3 separate regions of the Hordeum vulgare genome follow, and regions 1 and 3 are each linked to region 2. A link is a contact called in public Hi-C data. All regions are on one chromosome and are shown on one strand. The core of a region is the stretch at or near the end of the contact, and the rest is flanking DNA. Distances in the headings are between cores, read along the strand shown.

What was found. Hi-C and Micro-C count contacts between places; a contact is called where the count stands out from the background.
Region 1: a contact with region 2 is called in a Hi-C map of seedling, with 3 times the contacts expected there. The contact joins the promoter of LOC123398453 here to the promoter of LOC123397482 in region 2. A contact is called at or near these places in 2 of 6 Hi-C or Micro-C datasets (leaf and seedling).
Region 3: a contact with region 2 is called in a Hi-C map of seedling, with 2.4 times the contacts expected there. The contact joins the promoter of LOC123398324 here to the promoter of LOC123397482 in region 2. A contact is called at or near these places in 2 of 6 Hi-C or Micro-C datasets (leaf and seedling).

What each region holds. Positions count from the first base shown.
Region 1 is chr5H:495,668,240-495,671,642 of MorexV3_pseudomolecules_assembly, forward strand. It overlaps LOC123398453 (dehydration-responsive element-binding protein 1H-like), which reads left to right and starts at 1,462. Exons shown (of 1, transcript XM_045092923.1): 1 at 1,462-2,536. The coding sequence starts at 1,549. The coding sequence ends at 2,262.
Region 2 is chr5H:495,524,473-495,528,115 of MorexV3_pseudomolecules_assembly, forward strand. LOC123397482 (dehydration-responsive element-binding protein 1B-like) reads right to left here and starts at 1,864. Exons shown (of 1, transcript XM_045092011.1): 1 at 817-1,864. The coding sequence starts at 1,649. The coding sequence ends at 1,005.
Region 3 is chr5H:495,709,131-495,713,018 of MorexV3_pseudomolecules_assembly, forward strand. It overlaps LOC123398324 (dehydration-responsive element-binding protein 1H-like), which reads right to left and starts at 2,174. Exons shown (of 1, transcript XM_045092807.1): 1 at 1,272-2,174. The coding sequence starts at 2,114. The coding sequence ends at 1,380.

The DNA of each region.
Region 1 (3,403 bases), core at 212-2,711, 140 kb after region 2:
AAACTACTTATCCTCACGGATTATAGAAAAGTGAGGAAATAATTTGCAAACAAAATCATGTGAAAATCCAATAGATTATACACAATCTTATGTTCTGCCAATGAAATTGGTATGAGACATCCTCCATATTTGCAAAGTTCAGGGGGAGTGATCTCCCAAACTATAACCTATTAACAATCATCAAATTGCATATATTGTACTCTTTTTCCCTTGATGAGTTCTTCCCTAATGGTTTCTCATAAAAGGTTTTTAACGAGACAATATAAACACAAGTGTTTGTATATGCCATATCATTTTCTCCTTATATTTTTTCCCACTGGGTTTTAAAGGAGTTTTCAATGGCATGTCAGATGCACTCTTTTCCCTTATGAGTTTTCTCCTGTAGTTTCTCATAATGGTTTTTAATGAGGTAATACCTTCTCAAAGATCGTATGTCATACTTTCTATTTTCCCTATTGGGATTTTTAAAGGAAGTACTCAAGACATATCAATTGTTCTCTAAACTCACCAATGAATTTTCTCCTTCTCCAAAGGTTTTTCTCATATGAGTTATCAAGAGAAAATAATCATTATATGTTGCATCATTTTCTCCTTATTATTTTTCCACTGGGTTTAAAGAAGATTTAGCAACATATCTGCATAATTCTCATATTTTTCCCACACGGTTTTTAGAGGAGACTTCAAGATTATTCAAAGAATTTATCAAGATTATGAATATATCCAAGAAGACGCGTTGTACAAGGGGGAGTGTTAAAAATAGAATAGTTGCTTATTAATTAAGCTAATTAGGATTAAATTAATTGTTAGATAAGTTACTTGGTTCTCAAGTAACCATGTAATTCCTTGACTCTCAAGGCAACTATGTAATTCCTTGACTGTCAAGTAACTATGTGTTTACTTGGCTGCCAAGCAACATGTTTACTTCCGTTTGAATATAAATACCCTACTTCTATCATCAATAAAGACTAATGGATCATCTTTCATTCATCTCTCTTTCTTCTTCTTTTTTACATTTAACATGCATAACGCGGGGTAAAACTGTGCCACGAGTCCAAGGCTGGTCCATGCTTGTGGCCCCAATTATCAGTTGCCAGCAAGACCTTTTTAATGGTGCAAATCCATGACGCGTCACTTGTCCCCTGCCGCTTGCCCACGACGCGTACAGAACGAGCCTCAACAAAAAAGATGTCTTCTTCGTTTTGACGCTGCTATTCCCTGACGCGTCACTTGCCCCAAGCCGCTTCCCCACACCGCGTAAATGGCACACTCCCCAAGACACTCAATCGCTGGAGAACAAGATATACTAACGCGGGAGGAAAATGCGTCACTTGTCCCAGCCTGCTATATGCCATCATTTCAACGCTGCAAATTCCTGACGCGTCTTCTCTCGCTGCCGCTAGTCTGGAACGCGTCAGGCAGAACTATAAAAGACACTCAATCTAACAAACACTCCCCAGCTCAATCTCAGCCTGCTCTCACACTCCCAGACCTCGGTCCACCGTACGTAAGCTGGAGCCAGCACCGACCACCTACAATAGCAATATTGACATGGCCGGCTCCGATCAGCAGCGGTGCTCCCCTTCCTCGCCGTCGTTGTCCTCTCATCTGAAGCGCCCCGCCGGGCGCACCAAGTTCAAGGAGACGCGTCACCCGGTGTACCGCGGCGTGCGGCGCCGCGGCAGCGCCGGCCGGTGGGTGTGCGAGGTGCGCGTCCCCGGCAAGCGAGGCGAGCGGCTCTGGCTCGGGACGCACCTTACCGCCGAGGCGGCCGCGCGTGCGCACGACGCCGCCATGCTCTGCCTGCTCGACCGCCGCGCCCCGTGTCTCAACTTTGCCGACTCCGTCTGGCTCCTCGCCGTGCCGTCCGCGCTCTCCGATCTCGCTGATGTCCGGCGCGCGGCTCTCAGCGCCGTCGCGGATTTCCAGCGCCGGGAGGCCGCAAGCGGCGCCGCCACGAGGGCCCAGGCGGCGGCCGCCCTCATTGACGAGGGAACCTGTAGCCAATCCGCGCAGTCGTCCATGGAAAATACCGGCTCGTCGTCGACGTCGTCATCCCTACCTTCAGCCGACGGAATGCTTGAGGTGCCGACCACACTGGGCAGCAACATGTTCGAGCTGGACATGTCCGGGGAAATGGACCTGGACACATACTATGCGTACTTCGCGGAGGGGCTTCTCCTGGAGCCGCCGCAACCGCCGGCCGCCGGCGCGTGCTGGGATACCGATGGCGGTGGAGCAGACGCCGCGCTCTGGAGCTACTAAAATACTCCGGCCAGCTGCTTTGACTCTATGCATGGAACAAACCGAAGCTGTTCCCTTCCAGCATGATAAAATTGTGGAACTAAAATCCATCAAATACTGCGACACAGCTGCAAATGCAAACAAACGAAGTTCTAACCTAGGCACAGGAGCAAGAAAATGACACATGAAATGACATGACTGCTCGAAGAATAATAATAGTCCACAGAAGATCCTAGACTGGTGGCAAATGACTGCCAAAAAAGGTACACTATCACATGATGTGTCATGACTATAACTGGTAGTCAGACTAGAAAAATCAACGGCTTGTTAATCAGACAGATGTGGTCAGGGCGCCCATTCGGAAGATGTGGCCTAGGCACCACCCAGGTCAGCTGGTTAAAGCAGCTGGATCCCATTTTTCCGGTCGTCATGGCCACGCGATTTGAGCTGACGCGGCGCTGCTGCCCGGGCCAGCTCCGCCCTCCTTCCCGAATTGCGTGGCCAACATGCAAGATGCATATAGTTGACGTGTCACGTACCTTTTTCCTCTTGCAGCAGATATTTTTAGATCTAGTGTGACTGTGGAAGTGACTAGTGTGCTGTAATAATTGTGCACAACTCGCAATTATTGTGTATATAGTGCAAGGCTTTGTTTTGCCTCTCCACGTAAGGCTTTTGTGGAGACATGGTTGTAATGGGTTGTATAGTGTTCCTCATTACGAACACATATTCATGGGTTTCTTGATGCCTTTGTGAAGACTGTGGCAGGCACCAACATGGTCCGTAGAGACAGAGCTATGACCAAGTCTGCGTGCCTGTGTGGTCCGAAAGTTGATGGCAGTTTTTTTAAGTACTCCCACGGGTTTAGCTTATAAAAATGTCATAGATTGTGGGACGGAGTGAATACTGAGTTTATAATGGTCTACTTAAGAATTCATAGTTTTTTATCCCCTCATCCTATCATGTTTTGTTACATGGCTAGCTCCATCAATGATGGGCGCGTCTTTTTCTTCTTCTTGTTTTCGTTGCCCCACTGGTTTCAGTTTAAGATGAAAATGAGCCGACCTGGACCTGGCCTTGGACCTAGTCTTGTGGCCCAAGGTCAATATGTGAGGCCATGGATCAGCCCATTTTATCAGAAATTCATGACCCCATTGGTCCG
Region 2 (3,643 bases), core at 614-3,113:
CCACCCCGCTAGTGGAGAAGAAATTAGACACCTTTATAAGGGTCTCTCTTCTACATGCTATTGGAGAGTGAGAAGAGAAGAGGCCCTCGCGCACTCCTTCTCATCCGCCCGCCTTGCCACGCCTCGCCGCGCCGCGGGTTGCGGGAATGAGCCGAGCCGAGCTCATACCTACGCGCTTATTTTTGCCGGTCAGGATCGGAGAATACGTAAGAGGGGCGATTAATTTTTTGGGGAGCGATCACGCGACTGCTCGCCTCCGTCCGTCTGCTTCGTCTTCGTCCGCGTCGTCCTCGTCATCGCCATGGCTGAACCAAGCGAAGCCGACCGTCTTCTCCAGGCCGAAGCCGAGAAGAAGGCAGCTGAGGATGCTGCCGCTGCCAACGCTGCTGCTAAGGTCAAGTGGCCGATCGGAGGGTATAATATGTTTATCCCGCTCCTGTTTATTTCTGTCATAGTAGTACTAGTTATATGTGTAGATGTTTCTGCTATATGCGTATTACTTGCTATTATGCTCTTCATGGATGAATCTATCTGAAAAATTGCCTATTTACTCACCGTATATCCTTGACTTCGGGATATTTCTTGTCACCTCATCTGATTGAATAGTACCTGCTCTTGGAATTCTTTTACAAACAGTCCATATCCATCATTGTCAAGCTGTGACGCCGAAAGTTCTTTAATGTGTATTTTCTTGTTCTCTTTCTCATAAGTAATATCTTATGTCGACCATGGAGTGCTTGAGGTCCATAATAGCTGAGAAGTACTCATTCTGTATTCCCTAGAACACTCAAGTGATTCAACTCAACAACAACAACATAAAAGCACTCAAAGTGATGTCCTAGAAAGGAAAAAAATCAAGTACAAATGCAGCCTCCCAGAAAATAGACAGCAGAGGCTTTCACAATGAACGAGCAGGTATGGACATATGGGAAAAAATTTCCCCTCTGTTTCCTCCCATATTTGGTGGAACAGAAGCAGAAAACCCATCCAAATACTTTAACTGCTTAGTCGAACAAGTAGCTCCATGGCGGTGTCTGGACGCCACCGAGCTCGAGGTCTTCCCGCCACGGTCTGGTATCCGGCGACTCTATGAACATGCCCTCCGAGTAGCATGATCCGGCATCCATGCCGCCAAACCAGTGCTCATTCAACAGCTCGCTGGACATGAACAGAGCGCTCGGCGCCGGCGAGCCATCGACTTCCTTCTCGTCAACGGCTGTCCGTGCCGGGGACATTGGCGCCGTGGACGCGACCGGGTGCTGTCTTTGGAACGCCAGGACGGCGACGGCGACGGCATCCTTGATCTCCTTAGCGGTGCTGAACGGGCCGGCGAGGAGGGGGAGCATCCGCCAAGCAGAGTCGGCGAAGTTCAGACAGGCGGCGCGGCCAGAGAGCGCGAGAACGGCGGCGTCGTGCGCGCGCGCTGCCATCTCGGCGGTGGTGAAGGTGCCGAGCCAGAGCCTGGAGCCCCTCATCCCGAGCACGCGCACCTCGCACACCCACCGGCCTGCGGGGCCCCGGCGCCGCACGCCGCGGTACAGCGGGTGGCGCGTCTCCTTGAACTTGGTCCGGCCGGCAGGCCGCTTCGGCGGCTCCGACCACACCGTCCTGTGCCCATCACACGGGGAGGCGGCGTCTGCGGCGTCCATCGATCGATCGCAGTGTCGCCGGGAGCCGGTCGACTGTGGAGTAAGCAGCGTGTTTTATTAGCTGCTGCGCTGAGACTTGGGAGAGATGGATGCTGGAGAGTGGAGCGGTGGAGTTTGGTTGGATGAGCAGGCCGCGGAGCATATATACCCGGCGCCCGCCGTGGCGCGGAAGAAGATTAGCGCGGGGTGGTGCGGTCACGCGCTCAGTGACATTAGCTTGAACGACTACGTGGAGCAACATCTGGCCACATAATTTGCACGACATGCAAGGACAAGCATAGTATACTAGCACTAGATCTTTTTCTTTCCTTCCGTCGAACAACAAGTATCTTAGTTGAGGCCACACTTCACATCCAAGCATCTTTTGTGGGAAATTAATGAATAAAATAAGCATCTTGGCATATCTTTCGGAGCCCTGCTGTGCTGGCCACAGCATCAACGAAGGAGGCCCAGAGCGCGACGTAACGTGCCACCAGGCGCGTGGCATGAGAGCGCAGCGCCTGCTTCCTCACACTCACACTCACCCACTGTTCAGTGAGTGAGCGAATGAAAAGGACAGCTGGACTCGCTTATAGCGGCATAGAATTTTGTGACAAAGAAATCGGCAAAAGATCCAGGGCAACGGTAGCTTCAAGGTACAGTTAGCAGGCAGTCAGCAGGCTGTAAGGATTAAAATACTGTATTTTTGCTGAGTTGGATGAAAGAGAAGAGGAGAGAGAAGGGAAGCGGGCTCTTCGTGAAGAGCCAGCTCTAGCACGTGCTTCTAGGTGCTTTGTGAGAATGAAAGATGAGCCATATATGATAAAAGTAGTACTTTTTTATAGCTCGCTATTGTACAAGCTAGCTATAAGATGAGCTATAAGATAACTTATAGCCAGCAGTTGGCTATACTATTAACCATGCTCTTATATGCGCGTAGGATTCCAACCCAACACTCCATAAAAGTCAGTTGGCCCAATAACCAACTCAACAAACTTTCGGTTATTGGCAAATACTCCCTCCTTTCCGGTTTATGGGGCTTATCTCAAAAATTTCAGATTTCCATTATATTAGACTTATTTTGAGTCTAATTGAGTTAAAGTGTTGTGAGTCTCACACCATATTTAATTCATAGAATTTAGACAAAAGGAAATGAGTAGCTATGCATGCATAGTTTTCTACATCCACCATGCAATGAGAAGAAGGATGTTAAATTTATTGCCTCGGAAATTAAGTATGTGAGAAATATTTCATTGACTAGTTAAAACTAGTGTCATCCACTCACAGTTCACCTTAGTTGATGAGATTTCAGATTTGAGCCCTGTAAATCAGAAAGGAGGGAGCAAAAAATAATCAATTTGACCCTGATTAACTATGGGACTCGTAGTCGTCGACCCACCGAGGCACGCTATACATCCGTCACCTCGTTGGTCCTTCGATCTACACGCGACAGCCGTCGTTCGATCTCCGGGCACGTCCCGCTTGTCTCCTCTTAATTTTTGAAATAACGATCGCATTTCAAAAACAACAACCACATTGTAGAAACAACGGCCGCGTTGCAGAACTTTTTTTATGACACTCGCCTTGCTATTCCGTTGATCTGCTGATGGAGTTGCCAGTAGAATTTGTTCTTTTTTCTGCAACAATACTCTTGTTGCAGTATTTCTGCAACAAAATCTTTGTTGCATAACTTTCTCTTTTTTAGTTTTTTGCAACAAAACTCTTGTTGCAAAATTGCAAAAATAACTTCCTCACATCTAATTTTATGATCCATGTTGCAAAAATTATGACCTCTTCGGCTGCTCGCGCACTTCTGTAGTAATTTTCTGACCCATGTTACAAAAAATATGACATTTTTGACTGCTCGTGCACTTGCGCGCCTGTTGTATATTGCACCATTCTGCAAGAACAGCGTCGTTGCGGAGATAGATCACAGACGTACGTGGCCCAATAGGCCACGTGTCAAGTGATCCAATAGGCCACGTGTCAAGTGAAGGAGGCGGCAGATACCACGC
Region 3 (3,888 bases), core at 924-3,423, 180 kb after region 2:
ACGCGGAAGCAAGCCGCACTCTTCAAGATGAAGCTGAAGTAAGCGTCGACTTGGTCCTCTGACGATGAACGTCGGGTTGACGCCTTCATCATGACAGAGGAATTGGACTCCGGCGCGTCGGAGGCCAACGACGACGATGATGAATAGTTTTTTTTTATCTATGTTATGCTATGTAGTTTTTTTTAGCTATCAGATTATATATGCAACTATGCCATGTATCATTTTTATCCTAAAACGTGATAAAAATACATGTTGCATGCGTTGAAGTACTGCACACGGCCTAATTTTTTGGGTCGCAGGAGCCAGCACTCGACGGCGCGCGGGACGAGATGCTCTAAGATCTTTTCCCCGTAACGGACATGAAATATCTCAAGCGGGAGTACTAGCACTTTTGTGGCAAACATAACATAATTAATCATCCTGGCATGCACCCTGACCTGCCTTGCTGTGTGTTCTAGGAAATAGAGGCGAGAGAGTGACGCACCGGACCCGGACGGACCACCGGCGAGGCGACGGTCCCAGCTGCCTGCTTCCTCGCCCATGGTCACGGACAGCGACCCATCCCCACTGACGCGACAGGTCGGGCACAGTGACAACGATTTCCAAACACGAAATCGAAATCTCCAAGGAAAAGTCTTCATACTATATTCAGTGCTCTCGTGCTTTCACCGGCTGACATGGGTGGGTCTCGGCCACATCTTTTTGGCTAATTGTAGGTTGCCGCGTGGAGGCCGGAGCGGGGAAATATCCAGCTGCAGCCTGCAGGAACTAGTGGACGTCCCTTGTTATGGTAACCACACGTGAACCAACGGCACCTATTTCTGGACCATCTTGCGCCCGGGTTCATTATTTTACAGCCGGCATTCCCGTCAGCCGGTGCCTTTCGCTTTTCCTGTTCATCGTCTTTTATAAGCTCATTTAATAAGCAGTGTACTTCTTTCTTGCTTGCCGGCCTTCAGAGCATGGTTAATAGTATAGTCAACTGCTGGCTATAGGTCATCTTATAGTCCATTTTATAGCTAACTTGTACAATAGTTAGCTACAAAAGAGTACTACTTTTATCATATATAACCTATCTTTCATTCTCATAAAACACCTAGGAGCACATGCTAGAGCTGGCTCTTCACGAAGAGCCCGCTTCACTTCTCTTTCCTCTTCTCTCTCATCCAACTCAGCAAAAATATAGTATTTTATACTTGCTCTCATATGTCGAGGAGTACGTATATGGTTATGTGAGACCGATTTTGTTGCGCTCAAATGTCCCGCGATTTTATTATGCCGACGATAGGTCCACGTACGGGGCGCTTTTTCGGGATTGAATAAAGAAATAAACGAACGGAGCGAAGATAGTTTCGGCAGGAGATCCTGGCTCGGTGTCATCAGTGGTTCCATAGCGCTGCATCATCTCCATGCTCCGAGCTCGCCCCGCTTGACGGCGGCGGCGGTGGCTCCAGGAGCAGCCCCTGCGCCAGGTCCGCGTAGTAGGTCCCCGCGTCCATTTCGCCGGACGTGTGGAGCTCCAACATGTCATGGCACAATGCGTCCGGCACCACGAACTCCGCATTGGCGCAAGGCAGCTGGTAGTGGGACGACGCCGCCGCCGACGAGCTGGCACTGCCCGGCGCGTACGCCTCCGAGGCGACCCCGTCGACGGAGGTCACCTCGGTGATGGCGCCGGCGCCCGTCTCCTGCCGGCGCAGGAAGTCCACGACGGCCCCGATGGCGGCGCGCCGGACGTCCGCCATGTCGGAGAGGGAGGAGGGCACGGCGAGCAGCCACGCCGAGTCCGGGAAGTTGAGGCGCGCGGCAGGTGTGCGGCCGTACAGCGCGAGCATGGCGGCGTCGTGCGCGCGCGCGGCCGCCTCGGCGGTGACGTGCGTGCCGAGCCAGAGCCGCTCGCCGCGCTTCCCCGGCACGCGCACCTCGCACACCCACCTGCCGTTGCTGCCCCGGCGGCGCACGCCGTGGAACACCGGGTGGCGCGTCTCCTTGAACTTGGTGCGCCCCGCGGGGCGCTTCGGCGTCGGCGACGCAGGAGACGACGGCATCCCCTGCTCGAGGGAGGACGGCGGGGATGCCGGCGAGTTCCAGTTACGCTCGGGGACCGTGTCCATTGCCGCTGCACCTTATTTCTGCTTGGCTAGTTGACTGGAGTAGGAGCCGTGATGTCTGCTGCCTTGGTGAATGGTGGCTATGAGACTAGGAGTAGTCAGTAAACCAGTGGCTGGCCTAGAGTGTGCTTATTTATAGTTTTGCGCGACGCGGTGAATGGCGACGGCTTTGCCCGTCGGCGCGGGGACAGCTTGTGGTGTGTGACGTTGGACCGTTAACCGGCCGACGCGTGTGGCGTGACTCCTCAGTGTAGACGTGTGGGGGGTTTGAAGCGTTAAGCAAAGAATGAAAAGGCATCTTTTTAACCGCGTTTTGTGCTCGTCGGCCGGGTGCGAGAAAACGTGGGTGACGGCCAACTTGCTACTTTGGGTGTGTTGGAGTATCCCATTCCCGGCCTTCTCATCTATCTGAATCACCCTCAGCATCACTGTGTTCTTGTGATGTCAAAGTGTCCTTTTAATTTCCATGCAATAACATTTGACCTTGTTTGGATCAATTGTAGTTCTGCTGTAAAATACTCCCTCCGTCCCAAAATAACTGTCTCAACTTTATACTAGATCTAATATAAATTTATACTAAGCTTAAGACAGTTATTTTGGGACGGAGGGAGTAATACAAGTCGTTTTAGGTCACTAAAGTAAAATCCATACTCGAACCATGAAGGACTTTTGATTTTCTACTACGAACGCAATTAGCCCTTTATGCTTGCCAAATCAACTAAAGCAAGTAAATACACAAAGGCCTGTAGGTACAACGCAATTAGCCCTTTATGCTTGCCAAATCAACTAAAGCAAGTAAATACACAAAGGCGTGTATGTACAATCATTCAGAAATACTGCAGGGCAAAAGTGTGTCGTGGTCCGCCTAACCCATTAACAAATGTTGTGATAAGAAACATACCAACACAACCTTGTATCTCCATCCTCTGAAGTCGGTGATGGACGACCTAGACAAGAAGCGTGTGTGTAATTTCATTTCTTCAATTATTTTCCCAAATTTCATGTCGAAATAATCTGTTCATCTTTCAAGCAATGAGAACATAAAGTATTTAGTACTTACCAATGCTTAGGGAACTCATGTATGGATTAGAACTTAATTTTTTGTTTTGTGCTTTCCTTTAGGTTAGCATGCCTAGCTTATCCATTGTAGCTTAGTAAGGCTAGAGTCACATTCTTCTTTGACTTGTGGCACCGCTCCACCTAGCCAGTTATGTCTCCTACTGTCATGGTGTTTCATCTTTCCATTCCATCATTTGAAAAACCATCGTCGACAAGGTTTAATCAAGCGAGAGGGGATGCCATCGACATTACCGACACCGGGCGTATGCCAAGCACCTGCGCATGAACTGTCAACTTGAAAATCCCTCTTATTAACCTTCCTCATGTCACTATGTTCTCTTCCTCCTACCCCTAACAAGTGATTCACTACTTAAATATAGGAATTTATTGGTTGCCTGTTATATTTCTTGATTTTTTAGCGGGGTCTAAGTCAACAAGAAGATTGGCCATGTCAAAGTGTAGAGGGTGATCTTCTATGCGTGGATGCTGAAAATATGACTCATGGTGATAACATTGCATGAATATTCCGTTTTTCACAAAAATAATATATATGCTAGTGTTATTCACTGGCCCTTCCATTAAATACAACATCATGCGTCGCTGCGAGAATTTTGATTCAAAATTAAAGGAAGAGTCAAGGTTTCGACCGTGCAAGTGAGTCCGTGCAAATTATCCCGCGTGTCGTGTTTTGTGGTCGAAGTGGCATACAAAGAACTAA